Regions from separate parts of the Mus musculus genome. Here all the other regions are linked to region 2. A link is a contact called in public Hi-C and promoter capture Hi-C data. All regions are on one chromosome and are shown on one strand. Each heading gives the region's core, a stretch centred on a gene start, on an enhancer-like site or on the middle of the called end of the contact. The rest is flanking DNA. Distances are from core to core; before and after follow the strand shown. Region 1 holds the start of Tomm40 (translocase of outer mitochondrial membrane 40). Region 2 holds the start of Kptn (kaptin). Region 3 holds the start of Ppp1r37 (protein phosphatase 1, regulatory subunit 37). Region 4 holds the start of Rps5 (ribosomal protein S5).

Region 1 (3,658 bases), core at 945-3,444, 3.6 Mb after region 2:
CAAACAAAACCCCACAGGGAGCACGAGGAGAGCTGTAGCTCAGACCTCTACCTCCCGCTCCCACCAGCTCCACACCCCTTCTCTCCATCCCGAGGAACATACCTGAAGCACCCATCTGACCCATCTCCCTCGCCAAATTTCTGTGGCTCTCTAGCACCCCCTAGAGAACACCCAAGAAAAAATCTTGACATTCCAGGTGCTCTATCTGGTTCAAGCATCCAGGTCATCACTAAGTTGTCCCCAAACCCAGCCCCTCACCCCCAGGATGAGATAAAGAACAGTATGTTAGGGATATTACTGCAGGAAGGAATCACCCATGTCCCAACACCTTGGCTGCTCACTTGCTCACCTCCTTCCCTTCATAGCCCCCTTGAGTCTGTCACCTGGCCACTGGATTTCCTTAACAGATGTTAGAATGACTGAAGAAATCTTACCTCTGTGGGACTCAGCTGCTTCGTCCCCACGTATGTGACCCCAAAGTGGTAGTTGGACTCCCCAATTGTGCCGAGGGCTACTGTGTGGGTCACCTGGGAGAAAAGAGTAGGTGGTGGGGGTCTTGGCGATAGCTGGGGGATGCAAACTAGAGATGTGGAGATGGGGAGTGAACACCGGGTGTCAGGCCACGACTAGCAGCATCAATGCCCAGGGATCCAACAAAACACCAGGCCTGACCTGACGAGATTAAAGGTTTCTAGTGAGAAAGTGGTGCTGGGGTGGGCGCCACACTCACCGTTTCCACTCCTACTTGACTTTGTAGGGTAAGAATTATGGATTCCTAAACCCTAACTCCCCCAGGCCCCAAGTAGTCACCCTGGAATTCTTGAGTCTTCCTGTTAGTTTGTCTTTTATGTTTTGATATAGGGTCTTTTGATGCATGCTGGTCTGGTCTTGGGAGTACGATCTTCCCACCTCTGCCCTGGCCAGTGGTGCCATTGGAGTGCTATCTGAATCTTGCTACCTACCAAAAACCCCAAGCCTTTAAGAGTGAGGGGATCTGTATGCATGGAGGAGTATCGCTGTTGTGACCTCTGGAGGGTCAAGGCACCAGAAAGGCTCACCTGGAAACGGTTGCTCAACCCTTTGTTGACTGTAAGTTTGACACCTTCCATCTGAACTGGAAACAGCTCTGCAGAAGAGAGATGCTGTCATACCCCAGATTCTTCTCCCATCCCAAGCTCTCTTCACAAACTCTTATCTCACTAATTCCACCACTAGAGGAACCTTGGCCCTTTGCACATTTTAAACCCAGTGCAGTCACCTCAACTTAGGAAATTCACTCTCCTGCCTAACTTCTCATGCTTACAGTTCTCACCACACAGAACTGTCCTCAGTATTTAGTAAGTTAACACACTTAACTATCGAGAGTAAGAATGTCCTCCCTCTTATGATCAAATTGTCAAAAGATCCTAGGCTAGGATCCTTGGGTCGAACCCCTCACAGGAACATTGGGGAAAACCTCTTGACACCGTGACCTTGGACTATAATTCCCTTCCTGATCACACTCCTGAATCTTGGTGGGGTTGGTCCCCTGGCTCTCAGTACCCTAAGACTTCTCCCTCCTGCTGTGGCATTCTTCCCCAACGAGTTCATCATCTGATCGCAGTTTCGAGCCCCAAGTTCAAGGTCCCACCCTTCCAATCCATCATCAGCTTCCAACGTTCTGTTTAATGATTGCAACGATGTGCGCCAATCCTCCGGGGGGTCCCTTCCCTTTCCCTGGGGCTACTCGGGCCTGGCGCCCCTCACCCTTGCACTTCCGGTGGCACTCCTCGAACGTCCCCGGGTTGGGCAGGCATCCGCAGCTCCCATCTTCCGAGGCCGCCGCAGCGCCGCTGGCCGCAGCCCCGGGAGTCCGTTCCGAACCACGGCCAGTGCTTGACCCAGTGCCCAGGCCGCCGCCGAGCGGCGGCAGAGTGAAGCCTGGCGGCGAAGGAGGCGGCGGCGGGAGCCCCACGAGGGACGGCGTAGGAGGCGGCGGTGGCCCTGCGGGCGGAGAGCTGGCAGCCAACACGTTCCCCATGGTATCTGCGAGGGGAAAGGTCAGAGGGCAGGGATCGGGGCGACACGCACACCCCCGGATGCAACCCCAGGCCCTTCCCACCCAAAGCGGACTCGGCTCTCACTGGCGGCCGCGGCGGCTCCTCTTCCCGGCCTGGGCTCCGCTCCTACCCCGTGCGCTAAGCGCAACCGAACCCGCTGCCGCCGCCGCCACCGCTGTTTTCCCGCCCCATGGATTCTATTGGTTCGGTGTCCTCCGAGATCCGCCCACCGCCCTAGAAGAAAGACATTCTATTGGAGAATTAGCAGGAAGTTCCACCCTTCTGTTGAAGCCCTACTCCTATTGGTTCCTAGTCGAAATCAGTCAGTGCAGCTTCCTCTACCTTCCTATTGGCTCGTGTATCCCAAGTTCATTGGTTCGCGACGCCGCGGGGCTGGAGCTAGTTCGCTATTTGTCGATAGCACACGCATTGACACGCCTACCTGCTCATTGCCCCGCCCTCCTTTTGGAGGCGCGGAGACCCGCCCCAGAAAATGCCTTGACTATTGGTGGACCTTGGCTCAACTCACATTCTAATTGGCTACAGTATGTCTAATGGGCCGGCCATGGTGACGTGCGTGCTAGGTCTCTCATTGGCCAATGCGCCAGGGTCAGGGGACATCAGTAGAGGTGCGTTGCGCTGCAGACGCTGCTAGGCAGCAAGGTCAGGTCTCGCGTCCCGACAGGCACCGCGGTGGAGAGGCAGGGTCCCCGACGGTAAAGCCGGAAGTGCTGCCCCTTCCCACAGTGCCTCGGGAAGGTTTCAAACCAGTTCTGGGATAACCTGCCGGCCTCTGCCTACCCACAATGCCGCTTTCTCCCTTAACGCCGCAGCTGCCTTGACCCCCCCACCCCCTTTTATTTTTTTACCCATCATGCCGTCTGCTCCTTGCGTCACTGTAGCTTCTATCTTTGGCCCATTCATTCCTTTCCCATTACCCAGCATTCATTCCCCCATTCATTGAGCTTCAATCCCTTGGCTCGGTTTAGCTCGTGTCTGCCTGTTCACGTTTCCCATCCTTCCGGCCTTTCTCTAATGAACTATCTTGGAATCTTTTACCTTCTGGCGACTACCCACTACGCCTACAGCCCTCGTTTCTTACTTTGCTTCTGGCTCATTCGTTTAGCTCCATTACCCATCACGCCTTGGGGGCTTCATTGAAAATAGTATTTGCCTCATGATCTTAGACACTTCTTGCATGCCTACCGTTTTTTCTTTTGGTTGATGCGGTTTTGCTTATGACTCATTAATTTCTGGGGCATTTTTTTTTGACTTTTTGGGGAGGGAGGGGAGTCCATTCTCTGTTGACTTACAGATCACGGATGCCTTTCAAGCTTCAGGCCTCATTGTACCCCACTCACTTCACATCTCACAGAAAACACAAGACTTTATCAAAGTAGAAACTCATATTATGTAGGAAATGCTTACAAAATAAAATTCCCAACCCAGATGCCCAGATTCTCCATCACACACACATACACACACCATCCCCTAAAGAGGGATATGTAGTTCTCATCTCACTGGGTAGGGGTTAAAAGAATTCAGTAGTCCTCAGGATAAGAGCAGAGTCTCCCAAACTTGGGGTGGCAAGGCACACTTGCATTAGGTTCTCCCCTCTA
Region 2 (3,890 bases), core at 1,348-3,847:
ATTTCACCCTGCAGGGGGTCTGCCAGGGCTGGCCTCCTTCCATGGGATTGCCCTGACTGAAGCAGACAGCCTAGGAGAAAAAGTTGGCCTTCCACACATCTCGCTCTGCTCCCCTGTCCCTCCAGTGTCCCCAACAGCTTCATTCAGTTGATAATTTGGCCCTCAGCTTTGGAGAACCCTGAGGCTGGAGGCTGACAACTTTTTTTACCATGGGATTGCCAAGAAGCCTTGTGAGAATGTCCCAGCCTGCTGCTCTGGTTAGGCTGAGGTTAATACCCTGGTGTTGTGGAAGCTTCCTAAGTGGCTCAGATACATACTAGGGTTGAAAACATGGTTTCTAAGTTTCTACATGAGTCAGAAGCAACCTGAAGAGAAGAAACCGCACAGCTGGGAAAATGGGGAGAGCTTAGTGTGTAAGAACACTTACTACAACAGACAGGAGGACCCAAGGTCAGATATTCAGCACCCATGCTAAAAACACTGGTTTGACCACATGAACACGTGAGTCTGCAAGGTGGGGCAGTGACTACTGCTAGAGCCTGGTGGCCAGAAGCCTGGCAGCAGCTTCAACAAAAGGACCCTGTCTCAAAGGAATAAGAGTGACAGAATATGACCAGATAACTGTCTTCCTGTGTATATGGGTATGCACAAGATACATCTATTACATACACAAATAATAAAAACGAGAGGCCATGCCAACCTGCACATCTCATTCATTCTGGATGGTTCATGAAGCACTGCTAGATGTCCACAGGGGTACTGTGCTCACTGCCCAGGAATCTGGAATGCTCAGCTCCTCGCCACACTATGTCTAAAGACTGCCCAGGGGAAGTTCTCAGTGCTAACAACATACTGGCTGATGGCCTGCCACATGGTTGGAGGCTTCTAAGTATGTCTATGCTCATACACCATGGCCCAGAATGTCCGAGGACATTGTCAGTCCTCCTTAACTCCTTATTGAAGCAGAGTCTTGTGTGTATTGCTTGAGACAGGGACACACCGTGTAGCTTTGGCTGTAGACTAGGCTCGCCTCCAGTGTACTGGAATTAAAGGTGTGTGGGGTTAAGGCAGGGACTTCTTTCTACTAATGTACTTAGTACTTCAAGTTAACTGGCCCATGAGCTTCCAGCTCCATCTCTCCAAAGGAGTACTAGGACTACAGATAGGCACCACTTCCTCTGACTTTTTCCATGGATTCCACAGGTTGGGCTTGGGTTGCTGTGAGGCTTGCATAGCAAGCATCCTTATCACCTATGCCATCTATCTGGCCTAGAGTCGGCAGGGTTTTGGCATATCTACGGAGCCTGCTTTGTGTCTGAGGCTATGCATCCCAGGTGCTGGAGTTGATTGAAGTGGCAGATCCAGACCCCCTGAAAGGCCTCATAGCACCTGGCTGGTAAGCCCTCCATCACAGAAACCTCAGTCCAGATCCTGCTCTCCCTCAGCGTCGGGCTCAAACTTTGTAAAGCTCTTTGCATAGTTCTGGTGAGAAGTTTGTGAGGGACTCTCTAAAGGGTGTGATGGCACCAGGAGCAGTGTGAGTGGACAAGGTAGCCATGGGTCCTGCAGACTGTCACTATGAATGTTCACTAAAGCAGGTAGTCTCTTCTGCCATCAGGATGGACAGGTTAACTGATCTTTTCCCTGGTACAAGAATACACTTTACTGTTTTAAAGATAATATTGCTTAAAGAATTTACTTAACTCAGTTGGCCTATATAATAGATTCAAGAGTACCTTAGGGCCAGCAAGATGGCTCAGCAGATACTGGTGCTTGCTACCATGCCTAAGCAGTTCAATTGCTGAGACCCAGAAGGTGAAGGGAACTGACTCCCAGAGTTGTTCTCTGATCACATGCCATGGTACATGTGCCCATACAGAAACATACACATAAGTGTTTTAAAAATATTAAGAATACCTACTTTAGAAGGGCACGCCTGTGTTCTTGGCACGTGGCATACAGAGGTAAGAGGATTGTCACAAGTTTGTTGCCAGCCTGATTTGTAAATTATTGGTTCAGCCAAGGCTATGGAGTAAGATCCTGTCTCTAAAAGTAAAAAGTTTAGATATGTGCCTCCACTTCAGCTTGCTTATGAGTTTAAATAAATTGGCAGATCGAATGTGCTTATCCAAAAGGGTAGTAATTAGGTTTTATAATTGTTTTGTTGTTCAGATAGTTTTTGTTGGAGAATGAGTGTATTTATAGGAGTGCATGTGTGTGTAGAGAGAGACAGAAGTTGGGGGCTGGGAGTGTCTCCTGCAGACCGACGGGCCTGAAAACTACTTATTACTTAAGCTTAGCCTCTAACTTTGTAGAAGGGTTGAAACTGCTGCGACTGCCTCCACTTCCCAAGTGCTGTACTCACAGGAGTGTGTGCCCACCCACAGTTCAGGGTGATACTTATTCTCCTTTACACACTGCTTTCAGAGAGGCCCAGAGACGCCTCCATTCCCCCATCTCAAATCCTGGAAGGCCCTCTCCATAGCTCCGAAATGGGCAAGGACAGAACACTCAGTTGCAGAAGGGCAATTTTGTCTGGGCCGCCCAGTCAAGGAACCAAGCGCCATATTTGTAGAGGGCAGTAACCGCAGCTTCTTGACGTCATCAGTATGCGCTAGTGGAGGTTTCCTGACAGGTTGGGGAGCATCAGGCCATCTGGGACCGATCGCGGAGGGCCAGGATGGGGGAGGCGGCCGTGGCAGAGGGACCTTGTCCACTGCTGGAGGACAGCTTCACGCGCTTCTCGTCGCAAAGCAACGTGTACGGGCTTGCTGGAGGCGCGGACGGGCGAGGGGAGTTGCTGGCCGCCACTCTTAAAGGCAAGGTGCTCGGCTTCCGCTATCAAGACCTCCGACAGAAAATCCGGCCTGTGGCTAAAGAGCTGCAATTCAACTACATTCCCGGTGCGTGGCGCTGTGGTGCCTGGGGCGGGACTAGAGTCTGGTGTTGAGGATTCTAAGATTGTCACTGTGTTGCGAGGTCAGGGTCAAAACTGATAATCATTAGGGTTCGAGACAGTGGTCATCATGGCCTGAAAGTAGTTAGGGTTCAGGATTCCGCAAACATAAGTTATCAACAGCATAGTAGTCGGTGTTCAGAGGTCATGATGATAGCGGTCAGACGCCTGCATCTGCTGTGGTATGAAGTTAGTGTGGTTAGGCTGCAAGAGTGGAGACCTGCCTAATCAGTGAACTTTGAACTCCCCTCATAGTGGATGCTGAGATCGTCTCCATCGACACTTTCAACAAGTCACCCCCAAAACGGGGCCTGGTTGTGGGCATCACTTTTATAAAGGTACCACAGCACCCTCCACCTGTCCACGCCCTCCTCCTTAGTCACTGTGGATCCCACCAAGTCTCTCTCAAGTGCTCTGAATCTACTCCAAATGCCTGTCACCTCCCCTACCTCCCCTGAGAGAAGTTTCCACCCCCAGGACTCAGGAGACAAGGGCAGTCCGTTTCTTAACATTTACTGTGACTATGAGCCTGGCTCAGAGTACAACCTGGACTCTATTGCAGGTGAGTGGGGCTTAGGGGAGAGCGTAGCTGGGGCTGCCAGGGGCTGCTGGGCTTAACTTGTGTCCTTCTGCAGAGAGCTGCCTGAATTTGGAACTCCAGTTCACACCTTTCCAGCTGTGCCACGCAGAGTGAGTGACCCTGGGCACCCATGCTCTCCTACCCTTTCCTTGCACTCAGAGGCTTTTGCCCTATCTGGAAAACAAAAGGCTTTTCCTCTACTAAGGATTGGAAACAGGTAGTGTTAGGGGCCCAAAAGGTGATGGGAAGTATAGCCGGGAAGTGGGGTTTCACTGAGCTTTAGCAGACTGGAATCCACACACCTGCCATCACCAGTCTGGTTCTCGTGGTGCTTTTCAGAGTGAATGCAGCCAA
Region 3 (3,857 bases), core at 528-3,027, 3.4 Mb after region 2:
GAATGGCCGCTCTGCTCCCCCCACCCCTTCCTGCTGCGATCTTGCCACAGTGGACAACAGGCTGCCGCCAGGGCCCAGTGGACTCTTCCTGTCCTCAGCACCAGTTCCAAGAAGTTCAGAACCCAAAACAAACCACCCAGCCCTGGCAGGCTCCCCAAGCCAAGTCTAAATTAACCTCGGTCTCTTTGATAATTACTAGTCAAACTGGCATTTATGGCGGGCTCCCAGTGTATCATTTCCTGCAACCAAGTCCCCCCCACCACACCCCCACCCGTGCCCACATACATCAAAGCTACCAGCTGCCCACTCTGCTGCCCACAGCCTGGCAGTCGTGTCTGTCTGTTCCTGGACAAGCAGGTTAGCTTCCATAGAACACGGCCAGTGGGTGACCTCACTTCACAGGCTCCACCCAAGCAAAACACAATTCAGCTCAGAAATGGGATTAGCCTGTGTCCATCTCCCCAGCAACCTTTTCCCTTTCAAAGCCATCAAAGCCAATGCACTCCTCCAAGTGCCCGTCCAGTTCCACCTCCCCACCAACAGGCCTAGATCTTAGATCTTCCCATCTCCCAACATGTAAGTCACCTTCTGTTGAGTAGGGAATACTGCCGAGTCCTTCCCCAGGTAAACCCTGGTAAAAGCGGGCTCCGCGTTCTGCTGCCGAACCTTACTGCGGAATTCCTCGCACACAGGCAAACTGGCCACCTCGTCCTCTGCTTTACTACCTGCTGCCTCTGACCCTCCTTTCCCAGTCGGAGGGTTTACAAACTTCTGTACAGTCTGGGTTTATTTCCGTCCTCGTTTCAGCCAAAAGAGCAATGGCCATAGCCGGCTACGCTTTGCCTCCTGGTTTACAGACCAGCTGCTTCGCTCTCACCATCCCGTGGACTCAGGCACTTACCTTTCCCCCAATACTATAACCAGGCTCTCTTCATCTATCCCTGAGTGTACCATGAACTCAAAGGCTGGCTGCCAGCCTCCCAAACTCCCAAACAAGGTTAGGCTTTGAAAACCCAGTCCTGTGGACCTTTCCAGCTCTCCCGCCAACCCCTCTCTGCCTCCAGCTCTAACCTAGGCACCGTTGAAATCACCAATAAGTACCATTTGCCGCGGGCCACCTCCGTGGGGGTCGGCCCTATGGCGGTCCCACCCGCCTCTAGGCTCTCCCCCGCAACCCTCGCCAAAGCTACCGTGTCTCCAGGGGTCTTTGGGCTCCACCGCTCCAGACACGATGTCCTCGTCAGATGGGAACGTGACACGCTTGGCAGCAGCCTTAAGGCGGCCATCGGCCGGGGGCGAGGTCCCGGTAGGAGACTCAGCTTCGGCGGAGGCCTCCTCGGTCTCGGCCTCCGCGTCCGCGTCGGCGTCCGCGCCCGGCCCGGGCGGAGCCTCCTGCGGCGGGATCTCCATCGCCGCCGCCTCCTCCTCCTCACGGGGGCCCCGGGGACATGCCCCGGGCCCCGGACTCGTCTCTCCGGGTCCTCCCGCCGTTCCGGGGCATGGGCTTCGCCGCTGCCTCAAGCGCCGCCTCCGTCCGCTCCGTTCGTCGTCGTCGTCGTCGTCGTCGTCGCAGTCGCCGGGAGCCCCAACGCGCCTCCGCCGAGCTCCGCGAGTACCTGCTCTTCCGCAGCCACACTTTCGCTACAAGCCGAAGGGCCCGCTGCGTACCGAGAAAAGCATAGCACCGACTCAAGCTTTTGCTCTGAAAAAAAACCGTGTCGAGGACGACAGGAAGACCGGAACAAAGAACAGTAAGCTCCGCGGAAAAAAGAAACGTGACCGGCGAATCTGCAGAGCCAAACTGCAGAACACAGAGGCGGGGCCTATGAACGCTGTCTCCCGGAGCGCCGCGCATGCGCGAGTTCTAGCCGCCCCCTCCCGCCCCCCACAAGCCAAGCTGTCAACAGTCAGGCTCCCGCACATTCGTCACAAGCCCAAGTAATTCGGGAAAGGATTCAATACAAATCCTATAACCGCGGCCTGCGAGAGGGCTGTCAGCGGCTAAAGCCGTCTGAGTTCGTAAAAATAGAAGAATCGCCTCCACAAAATTGTCCTCTGATTTCTACGCGTCTACAAGAAATGAGTAACTTAAAATATAAAATACGGATCAGATATTAATTAAAAAACCACTTGCTGGACATGGTAGTGACTCGCCTTGTGAACCGAGCCTTGGAGAGGCTGAAGGAGGAGGTTGCGAATTCGAGGCTAGGCTGGATTACAAAGGGAGCCTCAGACAAGCAGGTGCTACAGCAGGAGACCCTGGTGGGGCTAAGCCAAGTACTGGGAGCAGGATAAAGTGATGGAGGTGCTGAGAGCTGAGAGCCAAGCTGAATATCGGATGAGTACGTACAAGTGACAGAAGCGACAGAAGAGCACACTTTAGCACAATTTTCGTCAAAATTGTATCAAATGTAAATTACAATATTAGACGAGTCTGCTAGGTATTCATGAACCTGCTATAAAAACAAAACAAAACAAAAACTGGGAGCAGGAATTCCAAAGGCTCGGGATGAACCAGCTGACCAAACCTGAGCGAGCCTAAGCCACACCTCCAAGGGGTCGATTCCAAAGCTCAGGATTCATCTGGGCACTTTCGCTTTTCCTTCTCAGCTCATTAAAGCCCACTGGCACAGGGACTGAAACCACAGAACGGGATTTGAGGAGGGTCGAGCACAGCATTGCCAAGTAGAGAGCTAGGCTGGAACTGGAGGGAGGCTCCAGTGTGAACTGATAACTGAGACCACTGCTAAGGGTAGCTGCTTTCCTCTTCACAGTTGGGGGTTAGCACACTTTGGAGACTGAGAAGTACCAAAAGCCCCTATAATTAATGCAAACCTTCAGTTACATTCTGAACTCCAAAAGGCATTAAGTGGGCTTTGTTTGGGGGGGGAGGGTTGGGTTTTGTTTGGTTTTACTGGTTCTCATGTAATCCAGGCTGCCCGCTGACTTGCCATGTAGGAAAGACAGGCTTTATCTCTGGCTCCTCCTGCCTCTACACCCCCTTCCCCACACCAAATGCTGGGATTACAGACTTGGGTCACTGTGCTTAGCTAGGAACTGCTTCCAGATATCATGTACTGAAAGATTTCTAGTGACAAGGGGCTGAAACAGGGGACACAGACTCCCTCACTAGACGGCTAGAGCAAACTGAGGAAGGGTAAAACTTCAACGCTAACCACCAACCTGCAGCATTTGCTCCCGGGCACTGGCACGGCACTGGCACACAAGTGTGACCACCACCACCACTCCCAGTCCCCTCCGTGGGAAGACAAACCTGCAGGTGACTGCAGTGGACCACATCACCAAGAGGGAACCTTGAAACCTAGTGTAAGCCAAGGCCCTGTCTAGGCCTTTTCTAGTAAAAAGCCATCCTTGCCCACCTCGGGTCAATTTCTTATGCAGAGATGAATGTCAGCCATTTGGGGAGGATGCCAGGAGCAGTGCAAGCCCTATACTTTTATCTGGACGCCTCAGCTTCATTGCTTAGATAAGCCCCACAAGTTTTAGCCTGAGATAGCTACACTACTAACTTTTAAAGACTACAGCAGAGGGTGGGAAGACAGCTCAGCAACTCCGTTCCAGAGGGCCTGAATTCTGCTCTCAGCACCCATAGTTCACAAGCACCTGTAACCCTAGCTTTGCTGACTGCCTATCTTTTTCTGGTCTCCGTGTGCACCCACACTCCCATGGCACACAGACATAAACACCTCCATTTAAAAATTTTAAAACAAAGAAATGTTAAGCATGGCACCACTCTCCATGGGATACAACTAAAGAGAGAAGCAGAAAAGCTGAGTATGGTGGCCTGACCTGTAAGTAATCCAGCACTCGGGTGGCTGAGGCAGGAGGATTGTGAA
Region 4 (3,459 bases), core at 880-3,379, 3.2 Mb before region 2:
TCCTTTAATCACAACTCTAGAGAGCCAGAGTCAGGCAGATCAATGAGTTCAAGGTCAGCCTGGTCTAAAGAGCAATTTGAAAGCCAGCCATGACTACATAATCGGACTTTGTCTCAAAATACTAATAACAATGCTATTGGTTTTGGTTGGGAGTTTGTTTGTTTGTTTTTGTTTGTGGTAGAATCTTATGTAGCCCAAACTGGTCATAAACTCACTATGGAGTGGAAGGTGGCCCCGAACTTCTGGTCCTCCTGCTTCCAGCTCCCAAATGCTGGTAAGCAAACTTAATTTTATCTGTGCAAATCAATTTCTGCAGCATTTCTCTTTTTTTTTTTTTTTTTTTTTTTTTTTTTTTGGGTTTTCGAGACAGGGTTTCTCTGTGTAGCCCTGGCTGTCCTGGAACTCACTCTGTAGACCAGGCTGGCCTCGAACTCAGAAATCCGCCTGTCTCTGCCTCCCATGTGCTGGGATTAAAGACGTGCACCACCACTGCCCGGCTACAGCATTTCTCTTAACCTATGGCCCATATTCAGGAGCCCCTCATCTGCCCTCTGTCACCTAGTAGGTAATACGGAGTCTATAAAAACATCCATTATCAATCACTGTAGTGCAATGTCAGCTTTCAAAGATAAGTAGGGTGATACCCCCAACAACAACGATAAAATTAGGTAAGATTCCCGAAATCCCAGTTTTCCCTCCCTCCACACACACAAGGTATGAACTGAGATATAGAGAAGAAAACGGGGTGAGAATCTCTCTTCTCTCTCTCTCCCTCCCTCTTTCCTCTTCTCTCCTCTCCCCTCCCTTCTCTCCTTATGTTTGTTGACACCTTTCCTCTCTTCTCTTCTCTCTCTCTCCCTCCCTCCCTCTTTCCTCTTCTCTCCTCTCCCTTCCCTTCTCTCCTTATGTTTGTTGACACCTTTCCTCTCTTCTCTCTTCTCTTCTCTCTCCCTCCCTCCCTCCCTCTTTCCTCTTCTCTCCTCTCCCTTCCCTTCTCTCCTTATGTTTGTTGACACCTTTCCTCTCTTCTCTCTTCTCTTCTCTCTCCCTCCCTCCCTCCCTCTTTCCTCTTCTCTCCTCTCCCCTCCCTTCTCTCCTTATGTTTGTTGACACCTTTCCTCTCTTCTCTCTCTTCTCTTCTCTCTCCCTCCCTCCCTCTTTCCTCTTCTCTCCCTCCTCTCCTTATGTTTGCTGACACCTTTCCTCTCTTCTCTCTCTTCTCTTCTCTCTCCCTCCCTCCCTCCCTCCCTCCCTCTTTCCTCTTCTCTCCTCTCCCCTCCCTCCTCTCCTTATGTTTCATCCCAGCAGTTGGGAGGAGCAGAGGCAGATGAATCAGCCTGGTCTAAAGAGCGAGTTCCTGGACAGCCGGTGCTACAAGGAGAAACCCTGTCTCCAAAACAAACAAACAAACAAACCCACCCCTGGGGGTGAACCTGCTGGCAAGGTCTCTCCCTTATTAGTACCAAATCACTGGGATCTCAGATAAGTAAGTCACCTAGGAGATCCCCGGGCTGCCAACCCCTCCAGGACTCCCCTCTATGTATCCCTCCCCGGGGAGGTTCACGAATGGCGGTCGGAATCTACTGTCCGCGATTGAACCTGAGGAAAAAAAGCCCAGACAAGCGTGGCCAGAGTGATTAAAAAGGAAGTGATCCCATACCGGAAGCCTGGGACCCGCCGAGCATGGCTTGCGGGAGGGGAGAGGGTGGGGCCCGTGCTTGTGAACCCGGATCGGTGGTAACCACAGGACCCGACTCCATTATTTTGGTGAGAAAATGTGAGCCGAGCTGGTTGCCCTAGCTAAGAATCCACCGTCCATGGTTCCTGGGTTTTGCAGCCTAATTACGGAGAGCGTGGACTGGACGTCAGCACTACTTAGATATGGCGGCGTCGGTCTCACCAAAGTTTCTGCGCATGTGCGCCGACTCAGAAGCCTAGCTAGTACTTCAGAGGTCCGCCAGAAGACGGGCGTGGCGCTGTTTCTAAAAGTGCGCATGCTTTACCCGGCTCAAAGGGCGCCTCTCATCCTAGCGCTTGATTGGTTGGTGAGCACGCTGTTTTCATCTGCGCGTGCGTCTCTACCTCTGACCCGGAAGTTTTCGCTTTGCATAAAAGCGCTAGTCCGCTGCGCGCGGCCTCTTCCTGTCTGTATCAGGGCGGCGCGTGGTCCACGCCGAGCGACTGAGAAGCCCAGTCTGCGCCCTCAGGTGAGGCTGCGGAGGGACACGGAGTTCAGAAGAGGTGACCATGAGTGTTCTAAGGCACATCTGGGGGGCCGGAGGCCGAACCTGAAGCCTGGGCGTGACCGCTTGGATCTCACCGTTTCTCTGCGAAAAAGGGTGCCTAGGGAAACTCGGCACGGGCCGAGTTAGTCTTCGCCTCTTGTTTGCACTGTTTTGACTTCATACTTTGCACACACGGGACTCCAGGGAAATCACTTGGGTCATATACCATAAACATAAATCTAGGTTTGCTTAGTTTTGTGATGACTCTTTTGCTCAGTACACGTTCTAAGTGCACAACGGAAATCTGATGGGAGCTGATGAGTATACGGCTTCATGAACCATCATACTGTGGTCCATGTACCAGCTGATTAGCGGGGTGACTGCCGAGTTACTTTAGAATCCTGAGTGGTTTTCCTGGGTTTGGAGAGCTGTTCAAAGCTTTCTGGGTCTCCCCTTCATGTCCCAGTTTGCCACAAAGTGAGAGTTCGTCTGAAGAGTTTGGGGTCAGAGTGACTGCTCCAGCATGTCTAGGCAGTAACGGTTTCTTGCCATTCTCCTGTCCCCAGGATGACTGAGTGGGAAGCAGCCACACCAGCGGTGGCAGAGACCCCTGACATCAAGCTCTTTGGGAAATGGAGCACTGATGACGTGCAGATCAACGATATTTCTCTGCAGGTAAAAGGAACTTAATGATTGTTCTTTGTGATGATTTTTTTAATTGAGACCAGGTGTGGATGAGCTTCTAGTTCAGAAAAGGGCATAAAACAACCAGTGGATGTACAAGACAGGTAGAAGAGCAATAACTGGACAGCTACACCCACGCCTAATACAAACTGGCACTAAAAGATGTTAGAGTGTGGTTTTTATCCCGTATTTTTCTAATCGTGTGTCTCTTGAGACAGAGTCAGGGTCTTGCTGTGTAGCCCTTGCTGGCTGCCTGGAGCTCTTTGAGATCTTGCCTCTGTCTCCCATGTGCCACTACACCTGACTTGATGTCCCCTTTCGTTTGTATATTCAGTTAGTGGGTATCAATTGAAAAGATGGCTTTAGTCAACTGAACCATGTTGGCACCCTTGTCAAAAGCAGTTGGTAAGCTGCTATCAGCCTACAGCAAGAGGAATTTGAGTATGAGACCAGTTGGTGCTATGAATGTTCCCTGCTGCCCTCCCCTGAAAAATGTCAGTTGGCTATGGGTACTGTTATGGCTAAGTTAGTATGGGAGCTATTTGCTTTG

Evidence for each region. Promoter capture Hi-C pulls out the DNA fragments that hold promoters and counts their contacts. A called contact is a pair of places that touch in the nucleus more often than the background predicts.
Region 1: a contact with region 2 is called in a promoter capture Hi-C map of liver, with 2.6 times the contacts expected there. The contact joins the promoter of Tomm40 here to the promoter of Kptn in region 2. A contact is called at or near these places in 3 of 39 promoter capture datasets (cranial neural crest, liver and second pharyngeal arch cranial neural crest).
Region 3: a Hi-C map of B cells shows a contact between it and region 2, with 5 read pairs. The contact joins the promoter of Ppp1r37 here to the promoter of Kptn in region 2. A contact is called at or near these places in 1 of 39 promoter capture datasets (cranial neural crest) and 1 of 484 Hi-C or Micro-C datasets (B cells).
Region 4: a contact with region 2 is called in a promoter capture Hi-C map of second pharyngeal arch cranial neural crest. The contact joins the promoter of Rps5 here to the promoter of Kptn in region 2. A contact is called at or near these places in 4 of 39 promoter capture datasets (cranial neural crest, frontonasal cranial neural crest, pre-B cells and 1 more).

What each region holds. Positions count from the first base shown.
Region 1 is chr7:19,713,235-19,716,892 of GRCm38.p6, forward strand. Tomm40 (translocase of outer mitochondrial membrane 40) reads right to left here and starts at 2,195. Exons shown (of 10, transcript NM_016871.2): 1 at 2,124-2,195; 2 at 1,747-2,025; 3 at 1,059-1,126; 4 at 435-527. The coding sequence starts at 2,020. It overlaps Nectin2 (nectin cell adhesion molecule 2), which reads right to left. Exons shown (of 9, transcript NM_008990.3): 9 at 3,410-3,658. Gm38955 (a long non-coding RNA gene) reads left to right here and starts at 2,230. Exons shown (of 2, transcript XR_881874.2): 1 at 2,230-2,755.
Region 2 is chr7:16,117,279-16,121,168 of GRCm38.p6, forward strand. It overlaps Kptn (kaptin), which reads left to right and starts at 2,598. Exons shown (of 12, transcript NM_133727.2): 1 at 2,598-2,903; 2 at 3,212-3,294; 3 at 3,434-3,518; 4 at 3,592-3,646. The coding sequence starts at 2,681. It overlaps Napa (N-ethylmaleimide sensitive fusion protein attachment protein alpha), which reads left to right. Exons shown (of 11, transcript NM_025898.4): 11 at 1-704.
Region 3 is chr7:19,560,621-19,564,477 of GRCm38.p6, forward strand. Ppp1r37 (protein phosphatase 1, regulatory subunit 37) reads right to left here and starts at 1,778. Exons shown (of 13, transcript NM_199149.3): 1 at 1,191-1,778. The coding sequence starts at 1,410.
Region 4 is chr7:12,920,182-12,923,640 of GRCm38.p6, forward strand. Rps5 (ribosomal protein S5) reads left to right here and starts at 2,130. Exons shown (of 6, transcript NM_009095.2): 1 at 2,130-2,207; 2 at 2,792-2,900. The coding sequence starts at 2,793.